2 separate regions of the Anser cygnoides genome follow, and region 1 is linked to region 2. A link is a contact called in public Hi-C data. All regions are on one chromosome and are shown on one strand. The core of a region is the stretch at or near the end of the contact, and the rest is flanking DNA. Distances in the headings are between cores, read along the strand shown.

Region 1 (2,700 bases), core at 40-2,539, 190 kb after region 2:
AAAGGGGTGTCGCCGTTCTGGCTTTGATTTGCAGTGGGTTCTGCTCTGTGGTGAGGCTGGGCGCCCTTCGGGAAACGGACGGGGGTGTTACTAAGGGCGCTGAGATACCCGGGTATTGCATGGGCAGGTGGTGAGGCTGCAAACCCAAACGGGAAAAGCACAGCAGCAAAGTATAATAGCACCACCGATGTTGTAAACCACGTTCGCTTAGAAATGCAGTAAATGACACAAGTAGAATCTTAGTAAGCTCTTACAGAGTCTGTTAATTAAGTTAACCAAAAGGTCAGCTTCTGAGAAAACTCTTTCAATATCTAATATCAGAAGACAACAACACACTCATTTTAACAGCAATTTTCCGATTGTGTGTGTATGTGTATATATATACGTATATATGTGTATGTGTGTGAATGTTGCTTTCCCCAGACTGAGGTTTCTGAGGCTTTGCCAAGTGACAGTCACTCTACAGATGTCTTGGATTTCTTTACAGGAAATAACACGAAGTGAAATAGAAAATGCTGTTGTTCTCTTGGTTACAGACTGTGTTCTGCAAAACGTTTTTGTTCTGTTGTTTTTAACTTAGGCAACTTATGGCTAACGAACCACTGGAAAAATTGGGATTTAAAGATCTGATAGATGAGAAATCAGAAGCAAAACCTGAGAAGTCATAATGAAGAAAGACAACTTTGCTCTTCGTGTATGGAAAGCACAACTCTTACGTAGTACATATTGTACTTCTGTGCGTATTGCAATAGGAAGTGTTTCGTGACGGAACCTTTCTTCCAAAATATTCTTTCCTAAAATAACATTTTGCTCACTTCGGAAAGGACTGCCTTTGTTTACTTTCCTGAAGTATTTCTTAGCTTTTTTTCTTTTAAATTCTCTAGTCTACTCTTGAAGATCCATGAGAACTTTACCTGGGAGAAAACAACTGCTGCCTGAAGTGTTCTCCACGCCTCTGCAAAAACAGTAAACTCTTGTTTTTAAAAAACAAAAGCAAACAAACAAAACCCCCCACCTTTATTGTGTAGATCTCGAACTGTAGTCTTACATGTGGTGTTACTAGTATGCTTACAGCAGTTACTTGTCAGGTGGAAATAAAGCTGTTGTGGTACTTGCAAATTGCTTTTTATTAAATACTGGAATTAATTCCTACCTTTAGGCTGATCTCCTTCTCACCCAGCTATAGAAAATACTTGGGTTTGTTTTTTGTGGGTCTTTCTTCCAGTCTTCTTACCTTCATTGCTGTTGGCAGATTATTTGTAATTCCAGACACGAGTCTGTAGTTGGGTCGCCAGTAGTGATTTTGCTTTTTTTTGCTGTGCCAACAATGTTCACCTAACTTTACTTCATCACTTAACCAGCAGGTGTTCATTATGTGCATCTTCATTTCTTCACTCAGAGCTGCCGTATGCTTTTTCACATCCGTCGGTCATCGGAGTGCAGATGGCAATGATGCTTATTAGTCTTCGAAGTAAACGTGAGTTGTACTTATAAATGTGGCTGGACTTTTTCTTTTAAAAACATGAGTTATGTCAAAACCAAACAAAAAATCTTAAATAGATTGAAGCTATTTATCTAGGAAATAGAGTATTTCATTCCAAAACACATAGGTGCAGCCCTTACTTTGAGAATGCGATGCACCAGCCTGTACGGTAGATTTTAAATCACATCTGAGTATGGCTTTGAGATCCCTTGAAGGTGTTTGTACAACTTACCATAAATTATCAGAGCTAATACTATTTTTAATGCAAATGAGTCTTTCTTAATTGATACTGAGTTTAGGCCAAAATAACTTGGCCTGTTAGCTCCCCTGGAAATGTGTTTCAGGCAGTCAATAGATTCACAAATCTTCTGGATGTATTTTCACTGTCTTTCCAGACCACACCCTTTTTGTTTGTTTGTTTTAAACCCATCAAATCATTTCTTTCTGTATCTTGCTCTCCCAACAGCAAGGTTTAGGGGCAGGGCCTGCAGATAGGGACGCGCACACGGTTTGCCAAGGCAGTTTTACGCTCTCCTTTATTTGGTGTCCTCTGTTTGATCCATCCTGCCATTTCTATGCTCTGTTTCTACTCTTTTTGGTTCTGCTCCTCTCTCTGCATCTCTGTGTTCCTAGACATCCAGGAAAGGGTGAAGGAATATTTTCTGCTCTTCATATTGAGGGGTGGAGATGAGATTTAAATTGTTGCTTGGGTCTAATCTGGTTGAACAGACTACAGATAGTTCAGAGCAGGTCCCCATTTGAAAAGAATGTTCGGTCCCTGCTGCATATTTTTATTCTGCTTCATTCCACTGGTTAAATTGTATCTTCTGGTGATATTAGTACATTTATAGAAAGCAGAGATTTTATTGCTGAAACAGATATTAAAAGGCTTTATATTAAACCACTGAACAAGAGCTTTCTGTTGGTGATACTGAGTAAGAATTATTAAAATAATCTCCTGCATCTTCAGAAGAAAGAAATCAAATTTCACGCTTCCATGATCCTTAATTATTATGAAGTGACGTTTATACCTACAAGGGATTGAAAACCCACCAGTGGTGGTGGAGTCATTCAGGGTGTTCTCAGTGGTCGTTACATCTCTCTGTGTCGCTCTGCACGCTGATGTGACCCAACAGTTACTTCACGATTTCAGCCCAGGTTTTTCCTGGGAAAGTTGATGCTGTCGTCCAGGTTACTGCAGAGTAAGAGGGGTAATG
Region 2 (2,700 bases), core at 199-2,698:
CCTCAATTTCATGTGTCATTGGAACCATTCCTCTGCATGCTGGGGCTGGTGGGCTGGAGTATTGGTTTAGGACTAACTGATGGGTAATTGCAGTCTATTGAATCACCTGCAGTTGAGTTCCCAACCTCATTTTCATGAGGTGGGAGGAACAGCAGTTTACGTAGCTGAGAATGCTGTGTTATTTGACCTGGGAAAAATAATCTTTGATAATAGCGCAAGAGATGTGCGCATGATTGCAGTTAACACATATGGCTTATACAACCTTGGGGGTCTACTGCAGTTGTGCGAAGGTTGTTGTGTGCTTCTCATTTCTATTTGAAGAGACTTAATTCTTAGGGAGCATTCATAATCCAAAAAAATGTGGATTTATGGTCCCTTACAGGAATAACACAAATGACCAACGTATTGACTTGTAGACCCTTTATCTGAAAGGGCAAAGATAAGAATTTCTAGCAAATGTGGAACAACAAAAAAAAAGTGTGCTACTCCCTATTGTCCAATGTGATTTCTTCTCATACATTGACATGTTTTTTGGAGAATGATTAAAGTTATATGGAAGGTCATAGTTGGCCAAACTATGTCTGAAGTTGGCAGGTACAAATTACCACTGCTAGTTCCATTTAGCCTCGTTTTATGCAATCGTGTGGTCTAAATAGTGATTTGGCAGTATTTGTAATACTGTGTTTAACCACAGGGTGTCACAATAGGATGTGTAATAAAACGATTGTTATTCAAGGCACTCTAAGCACAGAAAACATGCTTTTCCCATTCACATTGGAACAAAAGCCTAAATTATGGCTCTAATTTTAGATACCACCACCTAGCGATTATCTTGTGTGCTCTAGTGCCATAACCCACTCCTAACGCAGTGCTAGTTATGGGACTTTTATAATCTTTCTGTACAAAATACAACTGGACATGTGTTCCCAAACTGTGCTGTGTGTCCTGGTGTGGGGAAGGGTTTACAGGGGGAGCAGCAGTGGGTCCTGACAGCTGTGCGATGAGTTCCCCATAGTGTACTAGTGTACATAGTGTACCATAGCAATGGTTGTGACCTCCCTCAGTCTGGACAGGAGAAAGAAGTATAAAGGTTTACCTCTTCACATGGGTATGTGTAATACTATTGAGTTATTGCTGCCAGCGTCTGCTGGCACCTCAACTACTGGGGTCAAAGCATTTGGAAGCTGAAACCCCTGTGTCAGGCTGTTACTTAAAAATGCTCCGGTGACTCATTTGTTTTCAGTAAATATTCCTGCCCTTAAATCACCGGGGAGATGTTTGTGCACATGGTAAGTATTTATAGCAAATGGAAGCCGGTAGGTTTCCAGGAACCCATGTGCTGGGCGATGTTTCTCACCCACCCACACCTCAGCGGCTGCCTGTGCCCTGCCCTCAGAGCCCCACAGGGCTGCTCCAGACGCGGAGTGGTTATGGTCTGCTGACTGAAGCAGGCAACACCGCCCCCTGGGGAGCCGAAAGCCCCTGTGCTAGCCCATGAGGGGGGTGGCAGCGCGGGGTTGTGTGGGGGACGCCGGGGGTGGCCGCCCACCGGGGCCAGGCTTGGGCAGGGCCGGGGTGGGGGAGCACCGCGGGGCCCGCAGGCCTCGGTGGGCCCCGTAGGCCTCGGGTGGGCCCCGGGCCCGGCGGCCGTCGCCCTGGCAACGGTCACCCCGGCAACGGTGGGCGGGGCTAGCGCTGAGGCCACGCCTCCCTCCCGCATCGGGACCGCCCTCCCCGGGGGGCCACCTCGGCGCGCGGAGCTGACGTCACACCAAAAAAGCCGGCCGGGCCCGGCCTCAGCACGCTCCCTCCGAGCGGGCGTGCAACACCGCACCTCGCCTTCCTATTGGACAGTTACCGGATTGGCAGCTCCGAGCGCCAACCGAGAGCGCCCGGTCCGTTTGCTGCAGCCAATGGCAGGGAGGGGGTGGGCTGCGGCGGGGAGCGTGGGTGAGAGGTGCGTGAGGGGGCCGCGTGCACCCGCTCCTCGCGTGGCCGCTGAGGGGCGGCCGGGCCGGGGCGGGCTGAGGGGGATCCGCGGGGATCTTTTGGGATCTTTTAGGATCCGTGGGCCTCTCCGCGCCCTCGTGCCGGTGTAAAAGGCAGGGTAACGGCCGCCGGCAGGCAGAGCGGGAGCCGCGTGGCCGTGCCGGCTTCGGGAGCGGGCGGCACCGAGGCTGTGGGGTCCCGGTGGGGAGCAACCGGAGCGTGATCCTGAGGGAAGAGGGGAAATTCATCCGAGCTGGTCCAGGTTCGGCGCTAACGGGTGTTGGTGTGGTTAGGCAGTCAGATGTGACTCTCGAGATGCTGGGGTTATAGGGTAGCCTGTCAGTATATGCTTCTCTGGCATGTATAATAAATTAAAATTATTTAAAATAAATAAAAGGGTCCTAATTGCACTTTTGTAGTGGCATCTAAAATAAATAAATAAATAAATAAATAGGGTTCTAGTTGCACTTTGGCAGCTTATAATTGCATAACATTCTGTTCCAGAATGGCAAAAAAGAATACACAAAGCAAAGAAATGAAGGAGGAAAAAAGGAAAAAGCTAAAGCAGCGCGTGGCCCCAAAGGGAGAGCTGGAATCAGAAAGTGAGCCAAAGAAAATGAAACAGAGCCTGCAGGTAGGTTATCCCAGCTTTGACTGCTTAATTCAACAAAACAGTTACCTGTGGTATTACCTGTGGTGTTCAGCACCGAA

Evidence for each region. Hi-C and Micro-C count contacts between places; a contact is called where the count stands out from the background.
Region 1: a contact with region 2 is called in a Hi-C map of liver, with 2.9 times the contacts expected there. The contact joins the promoter of ADAP1 here to the promoter of C15H7orf50 in region 2. A contact is called at or near these places in 2 of 7 Hi-C or Micro-C datasets (both in liver).

The regions. Positions count from the first base shown.
Region 1 is chr15:6,207,672-6,210,371 of Taihu_goose_T2T_genome, forward strand. ADAP1 (ArfGAP with dual PH domains 1) reads left to right here and starts at 1,290. Exons shown (of 12, transcript XM_048063642.2): 1 at 1,290-2,700. It overlaps COX19 (cytochrome c oxidase assembly factor COX19), which reads left to right. Exons shown (of 3, transcript XM_066977484.1): 3 at 581-1,119. The coding sequence ends at 668.
Region 2 is chr15:6,022,455-6,025,154 of Taihu_goose_T2T_genome, forward strand. C15H7orf50 (chromosome 15 C7orf50 homolog) reads left to right here and starts at 1,449. Exons shown (of 5, transcript XM_048063622.2): 1 at 1,449-1,957; 2 at 2,494-2,623. The coding sequence starts at 1,914.